Regions from separate parts of the Mus musculus genome. Here regions 1, 2, 3 and 4 are each linked to region 5. The links are chromatin contacts, called in public HiChIP or PLAC-seq and promoter capture Hi-C maps. All regions are on one chromosome and are shown on one strand. The core of a region is the stretch at or near the end of the contact, and the rest is flanking DNA. Distances in the headings are between cores, read along the strand shown.

Region 1 (2,700 bases), core at 130-2,629, 450 kb before region 5:
GGGGGGTCCCTCCCTCCTGGGGAGAAGGGGAAGAAGACCTGACGAGGCTACAGCTATAACCTTCCAATTCTCCCTAGCTGGTGGCCAAAGAATTGGGCCAGATAGGGACACGGCTCACTCCAGCAGACAAAGCAGAACACATGAAGCGACAAAGACACCCCAGATTACGCCCCCAGTCAGGTGTGTGATCTGGGCACAAAGATGCTTGCTGCGCTTGGTGGTTTTGCTTCCCTCCTTACGCGTGTCTGCCTCTCTCAGTAATCCACTCACCTCATTTTTTTTTCTTTTAAACAGTGCAGTCTTCTTTTCCTTCTCCTCCCAGCCCTTCTTCTGATGTGCAGCTGACCACTCTCGCTCACAGAGTCAAGGAGGTTCTGCCCCATGTGCCATTGAATGTCATCCAGAGAGACCTGGGTATGGGAAAGGGTAGCATCACAGAATGGCAGACACAGGAAAATGGGTCTCAACAGAGAAGGGGTACAGGGAGTGGACACTCTGCCCCTCTCTTCCCAGCCAGGACTGGGTGTGTAGACTTGACCATCACAAACCTGCTCGAGGGGGCTGTGGCTTTCATGCCTGAAGATGTCACTGAGGGATCTCAGTCCCCGCCTGCACCCTCTGCCCCAAAGGTGAGACCTGGAGTAGTCAAGGCCAAGACTTAAGGGCAGGTCTGGGCAGTCTCTGCTCCCTCTCCCTGACTTCTCGCCTTGATGTTGAGACCCTAGCACAGTGCCTCTCTTGCAAAGTAGGCATTCGATGGGTGTATAATGATGATGACTTCGCAAGCCCTCTGACATTGTGATCACCTCAGTTCCCCAGCTCGGGCCTGGCGACCCCTCAGCCCACAGCCCTAACGTTTGCCAAGTCTTCCTGGGCCCGTCAGGAGAGCCTGCAGGAGCGCAAGCAGGCACTGTATGAATATGCAAGAAGGTGAGAGGGTTAGAGGACAATATGTGAGAAAGAACAAGTTGGAGAAAGGCCTGATGAAGCTGATGTGACAAAGCCTATACACTCTCTCCCCCATGTCCCACAGGAGATTCAGAGAGAGACAGGCCCAGGAGGCTGAATGAGCCCAAAGGAACAGGATGGTACCCAGAGCCGCAGGACGGAGACTGGGGGCAGCCCTCACCCAGCTAACAACAGGCCGGATGAGTGGGTGGTAAAAAGGGAGGGATGGGGCTCCCCCAATCTCACATTAAATTCAGGGTTTTCACTCAAGGTCTCTGTTGCCTCTTTGGGTTTCAAAAGCCCCTTGAGCAGGTTTCTTTTCCTGGGTTGAAGACTACAATATGGGTGAGAATGGTCAAAATGGAACTGTGAAATTACACTAAACTGAAGACAAAACAACTGGATCCCAGCTCAATTATAGTGTAGGCTGTCACTCCAAAACTACAAGTCCCAGAATGCATTTCATGACTATAGTCATATAGGCTCAGTTATACAAGCTCAGGGTGGCATCAGGAACCTGCTTTCCATAGGTTCCTAGCTAAGCTGACCAAGGTGGAGCAAAAGGCCCCTCCCCCCAAAATAAAGCTCTGGGATTGGAGTTTGAGCTCAGCCTCCCGGATGGGGCCGGAATTTACCTTTGTACTCCAGGGAGGCCTGGGTTGGTGTGCCTGGCTGGGTGTGTCCAGAACTGGCTGCCATCCTGACCGTGTCCCAGAGCTGCTGGCAGGTTTGAATCCAGAATCATTAATGGCCCTACCTACTGTCCCCTTCTCTCATCTCCAGATTTCTTACTTTTCCCCACTTGGGCCTTTCCCACAGATGACTGCTTCTTGTAGCTCCTGCTGCCACCGTGGGTCCCTGTGCTAGTCACAGATCTTTACTACTCAGGGATCCCAGCTACAAACAGGGTGAAAGTCCACTGGTGATGTCCTCTTAGAGACACCCAGCACGGTTTCCTGGGAAGGATGGACCCCAAGGCATTCTCCCCTGTGGGATAACGTTGGGGATCAAGCTGAGATGGGAATTCAGTATCAGTCACCAGACCCAAGGCCTTACTGGCTGCCCTGCTTTTCGTAGGTTCTATGAGCAGCCACCATGGCCTCTGGGCTGGCAGAAGAGTCTGAACTGAGTCCTGGGGAGTCTGAGCTGGCTGTGAACCCCTTTGATGGGCTCCCCTTCTCCTCCTGCTACTATGAGCTGCTTGAGCAGCGTAGAGCCCTGCCCATCTGGGCTGCTCGCTTCCTGTTCTTGGAGCATTTGGAGAGTAGCCCCACTGGAGTGGTGCTGGTATCTGGGGACCCTGGCTCTGGCAAGAGCACCCAGGTGGAGGAAGATTCTGGGAGTGGACAAAGGGCAGGGTTAAATGTGCTTTTGCCTGGGTAAAGGAGAGGGGATGTGGGCGAGGCTGACCCACTGGGTGGTAAGGTTCAGGGATCCCAGTTCAGCTGGCCATAGTTGTCTGAGGTTCTCCAGTCCTCTGACACATTCCCTCTCCCTACCCCAGATTCCTCAGTGGTGTGCAGAGTTTGCGCTGGCCAGAGGATTCCAGACAGGACAGGTTACAGTCACTCAGCCCTACCCTCTGGCAGCCATGAGCCTGGCTTCAAGGGTGGCTGATGAGATGGACCTGACCCTGGGTCATGAGATTGGATACAGCATCCCTCAGGAAGACTGTACTGGGCCCAACACCATGCTCAGGTGGGCCATCTGCAGTCTGACCTGAGCTTAACTCCCCCTGTGGAGTGGAGACAA
Region 2 (2,702 bases), core at 116-2,615, 470 kb before region 5:
CGCTGTGCGGTGTCCAGGCGGAAGGCAACAGCGCCGGGCTCAGGGGGACTCTCCACAGTCACCGGCACCACGCTCACACATTCAGCCAGGCGTATCATCTTGCAGTCTAGACGGCGAGAGCCGCCTCGACCCCCTCTAGAGCTCGACCCCTTGTGATCAAAGAATTCCAGCCGCGCCACGCCGTGAGGACTGGCTGGGTAAAGCACAGCCCAAGTTTTCCTCCACCTCTGGGAAAGAACGAAAGACTCGAGAGTGCGCGGTGGTAGCACGCGCCCCACAAGGAAGAAGAGACCCATGAAGGCCGATCTGAGTCTGGGGCTTCCCAGGCTGAGCTACTTTCCCAAAGATAATGGCATCCCAAGACCGCACCAAGGAGGGCACAGCCCGAGACTTTTAAGGGAACGTCTTGGGGATCTACAATTGCCCGCGCGCCGTTCCGACCTTCTTCCGGCCCCTTCCCTCTTTCTGGATTCTTTCACCCACTTCTAGTCCAGAGGGGTTTCGCCATCCCCCACGCCACAAACAAACTACCTTGGTCCCGAAGCGCTGACTCTGCAGAAAAAGCGGACCCTCCATCACAGCCCCGTCCATGGCCCAGGCGATTCCTTCCGCGCTTCCTGGCCCGGAGGGCTGGGGGCGGGGCGGGGCGGGGCGAGGCTGCAGGGTGCCGGAGGCGTGCCCGCCCCTCCCCGGCCCCTGCGGCGGTGATGGGGGAGCGGAGGGCTTGGAGGAAAACGAGCCATCAGGAAGAACTCAGGGAGAGCTCACTAAAGCCTTTATCTTTAGTGGTGCACACAGTGGCACCACTCAGGGAAGCGGTGATCACCAACCAGGGGCCCTAGTGCCTGGGGGGTGGAAGCTGAGAGTGACGACATATGTTTAACGTGACATCAGAGTGAAGGCCGTGACATCACCTGCAGGCACCTCGGGGGCGCCATAATGACCAAGGGAGCCATCGGGACAATAGTTTTCTTTGTGGGACCTTTTCTCATGGCCCAGCCCGGGAATTGGACTGGACTGTTGTTGATACTCTGTCTAGTTGGGGATGTGGAGGAACGGCTACGGGCTGGAAAGCTTCCCGTTGCCACAGGGGCCGTCCTGCTGTCCCGAAACCGTTTGCAAGTCAAGCACCCTGAATACGGCTGCCGGGCCTCCAACCTGCGGGAAAAGAAAGCTTCATTGAGCCGGGAGGAGTGGGAGGGGGTGGCGTGGCTGCAGCCAGCTCCACAGGGGAGGGGAAGATCTAGAGGAGGGAACTGGCCTGGCCGGAATGGAGGGAGAAAGCGGAATGTGGGAGGGCTCTAGGGGACGTGGGAGGGACCAACGAAGAGGGGAGAGGAAGGGGGGGTCCAGTCTCCCCTGGCCGAACACTTTTTTTCTGAGAAGTCCTGAAAGTAATCTCCAGGACCAGGACTCTGCTTCCAGCCTCTGGAGTTGTGCCTAGTCGAAGGTAGGGGAGTTACTGCTGGCCAGCGGGAAGAGGAGTTGGGGATGGAGAGGATGGTGGACCAGGAGAAACGCTGATTTGGGATGGAGTCGGGAAAGCCAACCAACTGACAGTTTTATTATTGGTCAAGGAGCGAAACAGAAGAGTGGAAAGCTGAGCAAACTGTTGGGGATGGAGGCTTCAGGGTGCAATTTGCAGGCCCTACGCTGAACACCAGGGCTTCGGAGCCAAATGCCCCCAGAACAAAGCTGTCTTGTCTGAGTTGGGGGAAGCAATGGAGGGCCCCCCTTACTGTGGAGGACTGTTTTCAGCCTCGGATAGAGAAGGCCTGAGCTGGGGAGCTAGCCCTAGCTTCTGGTTGCCCAGTGACAGAAAAAGAGGTGTTCCAGGGAGCTTGGATAACTCCATACCAAACCCTGCCCAGCTTGAAGCCTAGGTCTCCTGGAGTCCCTGACCCTGCAGCATATTTGCCAGCCCATGTGCTAGGGAGGGTGGCAGAAGGTTCTCCTACTCCGGTTAGCCTCGGCCCTTCCTGCATGGGCATCTGCCCCCATAGGAAACTGAAGAGTCTTCTCATTCATAGTGCTGAGATTTCCAGGGCTGGGCTCCCAGGCTCCCCTTGCCTGTGATGCCATCTGTCTGTCTAACTGCATGGGTCTTGCTGTCATTTCTCCTGTGCCTGCACCTTGGCTTTTATTCCCTCTCCTCATGGTTTTTGCCTCTCTGTGTCATTCCCCATTACTCTGTGCTTTGGTTTTTTTGGTTTGATTAAAACCATCTATCCATATTCAATGTGTCTCTCACCCCGTGCCTTTCTGTTTTTTCCCCTTCGTTCCCACAGTCTCCCTTCCTGTCACATCCTGTCTGGGTCGTCCTCTCTGTGTCTCTTCCCAATATCTCTGTTTACCCAACCCATCCGTAGACTCTCCATCTCTAACCCATACCCACCCCATGGATGAAAGTAAATAGAGATGATGGTGTTGGTGGTAATGATGGCCAAACCAGGGAAGGTTATGGTGGGACACTAACCACAAGTTATAAGTTTTATTATTTGCAAAGGGAAAGGAGAGTCTCCCTCGCCCCCAATCTAGGTCTCTAGGGCTGTGCCTGTTTTCTTTGTGTTCCTACCCTCATTCAGTGTGTGTGTCTCTCCTTCTCTGTCCCTTAGTGCCCCCCTCCTTGGGCCCCACCCGCCATGAGAGCTGTCAGTGTGTGGTATTGCTGCCCATGGGGACTACTGCTGCTACACTGTCTG
Region 3 (2,700 bases), core at 185-2,684, 270 kb after region 5:
TAGCCCTGTCTTTACCACAAACTACAACCCCAGGCTACGTTGAGAGTGAAAGTAGCTGCAGACTTTAGGCGACTGAAAGGTGAACTTTTCTGTCCAAAGGTATCCTCCCCCCCCCCCCCCCCCGCACCTCAGTCTTCCTCACAGCCTCTCTAACAGGGACAGGGACCAAGTCTTCAGGAAAAGAAACCTCCATGAGGGAAGAGAAAGGGCTGGACATTCTCCCTTAGGACAAATGACACTGAGTGGAGAGAGGGCAATAGCTAACTAAGCGTTACAAACTGTCCTTATTGTCCCTATAAGTTCTAAGCCTGGGCTGGGATTGGGGACCTGGTGTTAGAGACCGTGGACACTGTGAGACAGACACAGGAAAGCGAAGCCATGAATACCTATCAATGAAATATCTGCACTGTCACCTTAAGGAATGGCAGTAGGTTGTGAAACTATGCCACCTGAGGCTGGAGGGCCAGGGGTGATCTGGACCCAGGAGTGCAGACTGCAGGGCAGGGAAGCAAGTGGGACACCCTCAGATCCTGGGTTCTCAGCACCAAAACAGCCCCAGCTCAAACAGTCCCCACTTCCTGTTTCTGATGTAGGGCAAACAAGCCCTGGGTGACTACTCCAGGGAAAAGCGGCCACTTACCCAGATCATGTATTTGATGATTCGGCTGGTGGCCACCGTGTACTCTTCTATCAGCTCTGCAAGGTAGTACAGTCCAGCCGCTGGGTAGGAGAAGGGGGTCCCAGAGGGAGGGGGACAAACAGGAAGAGATCAGCCAGGGACACTCCCACCAGCCTGCTCATCCTGTAGTCCCCCACCAACCCTCCTCAGACTCCAGGAAGTCGGGAACAAGCCAAAGCACCCCTGGGATGTCCTTCTCATCTGCACAAGTAGATAGAACTTTGCCAAGACAACTGTAGAAATATTGGATTTGACCGCACAGCATAAAGTTAACCTCTGTTCCGGGAACCTTAAACTTCACTCGTCAATCAACACCTGCAGAACACTTAGTTTACAGGCCGGGTGCTGTACACTAGCACACAGCCGGGTGAGACAGACAGGGGCCTTCCCCCTGTCCCAGCTGGAGGGGACAGGCTGAGTAGGGAGCTCAGGGCTCCAAGAGCAAGGATGCGTCTCGGGAACCAAGCATCCCCACCGGAAGGTTCCGCAGAGGTCCAGTAGGACCAGCTCGGGGTCGTCAGCGCCCAGCTGCAAAGAGCAGCAGCGGTTGGCGGCTCGGGGCATCGGGGCGCGCGCGGCCCGGGTCAGCGCTCTCACCGACGGCCAGAGTGATGAATGCCACCTGGATGAACAGCGACAGCCAGCTCAGCACGTACATGAACCACATGGCGCCCCCCGGGCCGCCGGGACGGGCCTGCGCGGTCCGGCTCCCGCGACACTGAGCGGCCGCCGCCGTGCTGTCCCCGCCCAGAGGACGCCGAGAGGAGCAGGGCGGAGCGCCGCGGCCCCTGCGCCCCCGCCAAGCCCGCGAGCGCCGCTAACCGGCTCGGAGGATCGAAATCGCGCTGCACCCGGTACGGAGCGCCTACACAGAGCCCAGATTGATTGGAACCAATCCTGGCTCAAGCCTGCTCCGCACAGCCTTGGATCCTAATTTTCTGGGAGAGGAAGATTCCCTTCTCTCAGGTCACACACTAGGAAGCCGCATAATCTGGAATCCCAGGTGCCTTTAAATGGTCACCTTCAGCCTTAACTCTCCCTCTAGGCTGAGGTCTTTTGCAATGCAGGTCTTCACTTTTGCGTGGGGACTAAAGCAACAGCTAAGCACTGACTGTACTTGCGACACCGCAGGTAATCATCTGAGAGAGCACCACCTAGTGGCTGACACAGGTAAGCTCAGAGTGCCAACAAGCCTCTTATCTCAAACAAACTTTTTGTTTGTTATTTTCAGAAAGGGAGGGTCTCATAGCTCAGGCTGGCCTTTGAACTGTCAACTCTCCCATCTCCAGCTCTCAATTGGTAGGGTTTCAGATGTGTGGAGTCTCCGTACTAGGGCAAAATATAACTTTGGTTTTGGTTTTGTCTGTTTTGATTAAGGGTCTCTATGTAGTCCTGCAACCTGCTATGTAAATCAGGCTAACCTTGAACTCACAGAGACCAGCCTGCCTCTGCTTTATCCCAAATCCTGGGATTAAAGGTGTAGAAACATCATGCAAAGATCTTTTCTTTTTTTGAAACAGCCTTATGTGCCTCCAGGCTGGCCTTGGTGACACTAAGTAGTTTTGAGTGCTGGAATGGTAGATATTATATGTTAAGGACTAGGTACAATATTAAGGCCTAGGTAACTGTCACCTGGCCAGCCTGCCATTATAAGGAAACTTGCTCATGTTTCTACTGTTACTAGGAAACTTTCTAATGCCAGGATTGGTTATGTATTCTGTTTTGTTCTGTGCCCTGGGAAACCAATCTAAATAGAAATGCTTTGCATGGTTACTCACAGCAAGTTTGGGTCTGAAGTGACCATCCAACAATACTTTCTGCACCTGACTATAAGCTTTTATGGGATTTGCTGTTATAAGCTGCCCCTGGGATGAACCCCAACATAAGAGATATAAGAAACTATTTAAAATAAGACCCCCCCTCCATTTTGAGTAGGGGTCAAGTAAAGTTTAAGTTCCCAAGACTTCCCTGGGAACTGACTTCCTAATTGGCAGAGAGAGACAGGTATGTGGGCAGCTGAC
Region 4 (2,700 bases), core at 20-2,519, 490 kb before region 5:
CTACAGGATGACATATTAAAAAACATTATTCAGTGACCCAAAAGAAATTTTTAACTAATTAATTTGTGTTTTCAAAAACACCAGAGAAGAGCCCTCTTATAACTACAATGGCATAGAAATGAATAGACTTTTCTCCTTCACTCAATAATTATCTGTAACCCAGAGATGCTGTCCCTAAGCCCTTTTACACACATGCGTGCACACACAGTCACTCTCACCACATCCTCTGGGCCTGTTCTTTGCCTTCCTCCTCCCACTCAGCCACAGAGTCTACACTGACTTAGCTTCTCTGACATAATTTGCAGCATTGTGAGGTCTTGTGTAAAATATTCAAGGCCAGCGCTAGCAAGGCTTCTGTGAGCGGTCAGCAGGAGAGAAAGAAAGGGAAGAGGCACATCTGAGACACGCTAGCAGCTCTTGTCTCTGTCACATCTAACCGAAACTATAAAAAGTGCCTTGCATATTTTTGAGTGCTTAGAACTACATGTGTAAACCTGGCACATATCTGGCGTGTGGTTTACACAGAGTTGTTGGCTACTACTTTTATAATTTCCATTTGTTTCCTCCTGTTTTCTTTTTTTCCTGTTTTGATTTTTTCAGACAGCGTCTACATAGTCTTGGCCTTCCTGTAATTGCTATATAGACCAGGCTGGCCTCGAACTCACAGTGATCCACCTGCTGCTGCTTCCTGAGCGCTGGGATTAAAGGCATGTCTCATCGTGCCTGGCTCTTATTGTTTCCTTTCAATATCATTACATTGTTTGTGTGTGTGTATGTGTGTCTGTGTGTGTGAGAACTCACTCACAAATGTAAAGATCAGAGGACAACTTACAGGAGTCAGTTCAAGCCTAATGACCAGAATTTGATCCCTGGGACCTCCACAGTGGAGAGAATCTATACTTGCAATCACTCCCACACCCCACCCACCCCCACCTCTCTCCTCTCTCTTTCACACACACACACATACACACAAACACACACAACTCACACAGACACACAAACACACTCACACATACACCCATACAAACAAACACATGCAGTTTTAAGCATTTAAGACTCTTTACGGTTAAGCCTTAATCGGTGCCTTTGTTTTTATTCTTTCTTTTGTCTTTTGGTTTTCAAACTTACAGTCCTACATGACTTTTTTTTTTTAACATAACAATATTTAGTAAAAGCCTCACCTTGTGAATAAGTGTATTATAGAGGCTTCAGTTGGTAGAGAGGGCTCGCCCTTCCCTGCACCAGGCAGATAGAGCACTCGGGTACCGTGCTGAGTCACAGCTGGGCAGCCATCCTGCTACAGCTCAGCCTATCTTCCAGAGCTTTCAGCGACAAGCCTGGTGTGCTGCGTGTCTCTCCTCACCCTAAAAGGTCTCAACCCTGATCATTTCCACCCAAGTCTCCTTAAACACTTAGCTTCTCTCACGAATTTCTGCCTCCAAATCCATTTAACTCTAGTATATCACAAATGTCCTAAGTGGAAAACTGGCTTGAGTCACACCCTACCCCACCAGCAGATCTCTGCCAAAAGATCTGCTTCCTTGTAAACATCTCTTAACAGATAGGAATCCTAGATTCTGAGCTCCACCACTATGACTACCACCATCCCCTCCCACTCAAAGTCAACGTATGCCCTCAGGGAAATGGAGCTAGCCTAATTCCTACCTCTCTCTGGATCTTTCTCCTCTAGAGACTATAATTGTACCATTAAATCTGTACTTCTTTGTCAGTATTCAAGGACCAGCTTTATACATTTCCCATTGTATTCTCTTCACATAACATAGATTCCACACTATCTAGCTTCTCTGACTGTCCTGGGAGGGAGAAGCGGTCTGAGGTGATCTCTAGATGCAGACGTAGTTGTTATCATGAGCTCTCATCCACCTTTGTCACCCGACTACACACACACAGCACAGTCTCTAATTCACCCCAGCCACTCCGTGTTTTCACTGCCAGGTTCATGAGCTTCCGCACAAGTCAGAGTATAGGTGAGTGTGTTTGATATTCCCTCTCCTCCACCTCTTCATTTGCAGCAGCTTTCTGGACAAGACACATGCTGCACTAATCAGATCCTAGCCATTGGTGTCAACCTATCAGGCTCCTCGGCTGTAAAAGTTACATAACCTTTCCATCTACACTTTGCACAATGCTTTAAGCCTTAGTCAAATGCAGTCAGAAGTGTACTTTCCATTCCCTGGTTTTTTGTTTTGTTTTGTTCTGTTCTGTTCTGTTCTGTTCTGAAATTTGCTCCATTTCTGTCTTCCTCAAAGTTTGTTTTATTTGGGTATCTGACTTTCATCAGAAAAGATTTACCCAGTCTTTCTGATCAATAGTATTCTCTGTCTTTATATTATATGATAACAGTTCTTGGAGACAAGAACAAACATCTCTCCATTCTACATAGGAAATTGATGACAGACCAAAGTAGAGACACCACTAAAGTCCAGTTTGGTGAATCAATGAGTTCTATTGGGATTCCTTAGGGGAATATGGGCAAGGGGTTACTTACAGGAACAGAAATGACTCAGAGACAGCTGCATTACCAAAAACCCACACCAGCATGGGCGACGGCTCACAAAGGCCTGAAACCAGGAACACAGTGCATAGCTGCAGGCAGCTGGACAAGAGTAGGCAGGGCAGAGTGTTCTTAACAGGTAACTGACTTGGTCTGTGTCTCCTCCAGGCAGCTTGCTTGTTCTG
Region 5 (2,700 bases), core at 98-2,597:
AATTTTTATTTGATCTGGTCATGGCTGTATCCGTAGGGTCAAGGAACAGTGCCAGCACAGAGAAGACACTCAAAGGGCGATTTGCTGAATGAATAAAACGAGAAACTATTTGCTGCTAGAATGTCTTGAGCAGCCCACACCTGATAGCATTATCAGCATCTGTGCAGAGCTAAGTACCCTCAGAATTCAGCAACAGTGAGTTGAGCCATTTTCCTTCCATGTTGCTTTTTTGTTTTTTAAGATACTGGGTTACTTATAACAAAATATATAATAAGTATCTATTTCTAAATTTAAGAAGCATGATCCTTCCTAACCAGGCAGGCAACTTTCTGTGAGTTTGAGCCCAGCTTGGTCTAAATAGCAAGATCCAAGCCAGCTAGGGCTACACAGTGACTGTTTCAAAACAATAGAACACTGTCATAATAATTTGTAGTGCAATTAACATGGGGGTACAGCAAAATAGTGAAAATGGAATCTGTTAAGAATTGATCTAAGCCAGGCGGTGGTGCCACATCCCCTTAATCCCAGCACAAGGGAGGCAAGGGGCAGGCGGATCTCTTCTGAGTTCTAGGCCAGCCTGGTCTACAGAGCGGGTTCCAGGACAGTCAACGCTACACAGAGAAACCTTGTCTCAGGGGAAAAAAAAAAAAAAAAAAAGTCTAAATAAACAATGGCTCATTTTTTAAGTGTATGCCCCAAATACTGCATGTGACACACCAAAATTATCTTAAACTATGTAAACTGGACATTTATTTTTATTTTTGCTAAATCTGGTGATGCTATTTTAGGAAAAGAACCGGCACACTGTCGCATCTATTTCTAGCGAATGAAACATGCCAGTAAACCAGTATAATTCTGGGGCTATCTAAAGCCTGCGTCAGGCTATTACGTCCCCGTGGGTGAGTAGGTGGGCGGGTACTGGGGCCCAATGTCTCCCAAAATCAAAACCCGCGGTGCACTGTGGGAGAAAGGCCTGACATGCAGAACCGGCCGGCAGGTTGGGCGGTGGCAGCAGAAGGGGTCAGGTGGGCAGGGTGGGACAGATCTGAGGCCAACTTCTTTTCCCAGCCTCTCAGCCACCTACTCGGCGGAGGCCAAGGCTCGACAGCCACTTTCTGGCCCTTACCGATGTTGCCTTCAATGCAGAGCCTTCGGGGGCCGCCCCCGTCGTGCATGGCCCTGGCGTGTGGCGCGTCCACGAGCGCGTTCCGCAGCGGGGAACGGAAAGACGCTCGGAGACGACGCAGAAGGAACCGACCTGCAGCCATCCTACCCAAGCCGAGCAAGGCGGGCACTTCCGCCGAGAGCACTTCCGCCTGCGATCAAGCGACGCCAGCGCACCTTTGACGTCAGAGGGCCGTCAGGCAGGAAGTGGCTGGTTTTAGCTCTCTAGGCGGGTGAGGCCGCAGGAGCTGCTCTGTTCTCGCGACATTTGCAGGGACGATGTGGGAGTGTCTCGGTGTTGTGGTGTAGGAGGGTGTGCTGAAGTAGAGTTCAGGCGTCCGTAGCCCTCTCATCGTTTTAATTAATATGTGTATATTGCATATTAGTATGGTGTACAGGGTGAGTCGCAGGACAGTCAGGGCTACACAAAGAAACCCTGTCTTGAAAAACAGAACAACAAAAATCTTGTTATACTTATTTATTTTGATATTTTGAGACAAGGTCTCATGTAGTGCAGTTGGTCCTCCTGCCTCCCCGTCCCAAGTGGTGAGCCTACAATGTGTGTTCCAGCATGCTCATTACGTATCATTTTACTTACTCATTAATGGCGCACTTGTAGAGGTCAGGACGACTTATAAGAGTCTGCTCAAACTCAGGCTATCAGTCTTGGCAGCTAGTGTTTTTACCTGCTGAGCCGTCTCACTGGCCCTAAGATAAATGCCTTCTTCCTCCATACTTTGGGACTTTATTGCCTACAGGAAGAGACTGGACTGTTTTAAGCAGGAAGGGAACAATCCAATAACTTACACAAGTAATGTTTCGCATCCTGTGTAACTGTCAGCACAATGTTGGACCATTTATTTTATCACACCCCATTTTATTTTGACCTTTAAATAGGTAAATGTTCACTTGGAGGAATCTCATCAGGATAACGAGTTGGATTAAGCATGGTATTGGCTCTGTAAGAATGAATCCTGGAGAGGAGACATGTACAGGACTATATGCAGTGAGTGAGGGGAGAGGAGGCATGGAAGAGACTTTCTGAAACATAAAATCTACAGTCCTGCAGTTGTTGGAAAGATGTGACCTGTGGAGCCTAGCACACACAAAGCTGTGGGCTGGATCTGGAGCAGAGAACTCCAGTATGGTGGCACACGCCTGTAATCCTAGAACTTGAGAGGTGGAGGTAGGAGGCTCAGAAGTTCAGTCATCCTTGGCTACACAGTGCATTGGAGGCCATCTTGGGATGTACGAGACTAGCTCAAAAAGGAGGAGGGGGCTTGCAAGTTGACTAAAGGCACTTGCTGCTAAGCCTGTTCACCACAGGGTCACAATCCTCAGGTCCCACGTGGTGAAATGAGAGAACCACCACCTGAAAGGTGTCCTCTGACCACTGCACTTAGCCTTGGCTACAACAACTATAATCTAGGTAGGATTCTCGTGGAGATCGGAGCCGCTAAATTCTATCCATTGCCACTGCCACACACCAGTAACCATCACTGTGCAGAAATACCGATTACATTTCTTTGCTTGTAT

What was found. Promoter capture Hi-C pulls out the DNA fragments that hold promoters and counts their contacts. HiChIP or PLAC-seq counts read pairs in DNA pulled down with a chosen protein or histone mark.
Region 1: a contact with region 5 is called in an H3K27ac HiChIP or PLAC-seq map of embryonic stem cells, with 3 times the contacts expected there. The contact joins the promoter of Dqx1 here to the promoter of Dguok in region 5. A contact is called at or near these places in 3 of 39 promoter capture datasets (erythroid cells, liver and neutrophils), 4 of 484 Hi-C or Micro-C datasets (CD8 T cells, double positive thymocytes, embryonic stem cells and 1 more), 10 of 115 datasets of contacts at active chromatin or transcription factors (the SCID.adh cell line, astrocytes, bone marrow-derived dendritic cells and 6 more) and 3 of 9 other capture datasets (adipose tissue, liver and pancreatic islet).
Region 2: a promoter capture Hi-C map of neural stem cells shows a contact between it and region 5. The contact joins the promoter of Loxl3 here to the promoter of Dguok in region 5. A contact is called at or near these places in 4 of 39 promoter capture datasets (the 3T3-L1 cell line, liver, neural stem cells and 1 more), 5 of 484 Hi-C or Micro-C datasets (B cells, embryonic stem cells, muscle stem cells and 1 more), 7 of 115 datasets of contacts at active chromatin or transcription factors (embryonic forebrain, embryonic stem cells, extraembryonic endoderm stem cells and 2 more) and 2 of 9 other capture datasets (adipose tissue and liver).
Region 3: a contact with region 5 is called in an H3K27ac HiChIP or PLAC-seq map of embryonic stem cells, with 4 times the contacts expected there. The contact joins the promoter of Tex261 here to the promoter of Dguok in region 5. A contact is called at or near these places in 1 of 39 promoter capture datasets (neural stem cells), 3 of 484 Hi-C or Micro-C datasets (embryonic stem cells, neutrophils and uterus), 5 of 115 datasets of contacts at active chromatin or transcription factors (the SCID.adh cell line, embryonic stem cells, extraembryonic endoderm stem cells and 2 more) and 2 of 9 other capture datasets (liver and pancreatic islet).
Region 4: a FOXA1 HiChIP or PLAC-seq map of pancreatic cancer cells shows a contact between it and region 5. The contact joins the enhancer-like site here to the promoter of Dguok in region 5. A contact is called at or near these places in 4 of 39 promoter capture datasets (the 3T3-L1 cell line, the C10 cell line, liver and 1 more), 2 of 484 Hi-C or Micro-C datasets (erythroblasts and rod photoreceptor), 4 of 115 datasets of contacts at active chromatin or transcription factors (bone marrow-derived dendritic cells, embryonic stem cells, microglia and 1 more) and 1 of 9 other capture datasets (adipose tissue).

What each region holds. Positions count from the first base shown.
Region 1 is chr6:83,056,465-83,059,164 of GRCm38.p6, forward strand. It overlaps Dqx1 (DEAQ RNA-dependent ATPase), which reads left to right and starts at 1,380. Exons shown (of 12, transcript NM_033606.3): 1 at 1,380-1,675; 2 at 1,966-2,271; 3 at 2,453-2,646. The coding sequence starts at 2,044. Aup1 (ancient ubiquitous protein 1) reads left to right here. Exons shown (of 12, transcript NM_007517.4): 8 at 78-180; 9 at 295-414; 10 at 514-629; 11 at 812-930; 12 at 1,034-1,218. The coding sequence ends at 1,070.
Region 2 is chr6:83,032,840-83,035,541 of GRCm38.p6, forward strand. It overlaps Loxl3 (lysyl oxidase-like 3), which reads left to right and starts at 1,366. Exons shown (of 14, transcript NM_013586.5): 1 at 1,366-1,450; 2 at 2,616-2,702. The coding sequence starts at 2,643. It overlaps Dok1 (docking protein 1), which reads right to left and starts at 632. Exons shown (of 5, transcript NM_010070.4): 1 at 532-632; 2 at 1-227. The coding sequence starts at 591.
Region 3 is chr6:83,774,378-83,777,077 of GRCm38.p6, forward strand. Tex261 (testis expressed gene 261) reads right to left here and starts at 1,435. Exons shown (of 6, transcript NM_009357.2): 1 at 1,277-1,435; 2 at 641-720. The coding sequence starts at 1,346. Gm52907 (predicted gene, 52907) reads left to right here and starts at 1,558. Exons shown (of 2, transcript NR_168047.1): 1 at 1,558-1,849.
Region 4 is chr6:83,013,377-83,016,076 of GRCm38.p6, forward strand. The region is part of intron 7 of M1ap (meiosis 1 associated protein); the gene reads left to right. The region is part of intron 2 of Gm32644 (a long non-coding RNA gene); the gene reads right to left. Among named protein-coding and RNA genes, the nearest start is that of Gm32644, 7.8 kb to the right of the region's middle. Within about 2 kb of position 1,270, at least 157 of the 459 cell types and tissues checked have an H3K27ac peak or open chromatin away from gene starts, as enhancers often do. A contact at or near this core is called in bone marrow-derived dendritic cells, erythroblasts and pancreatic cancer cells, where this site is marked.
Region 5 is chr6:83,505,622-83,508,321 of GRCm38.p6, forward strand. It overlaps Dguok (deoxyguanosine kinase), which reads right to left and starts at 1,348. Exons shown (of 7, transcript NM_013764.2): 1 at 1,127-1,348. The coding sequence starts at 1,268.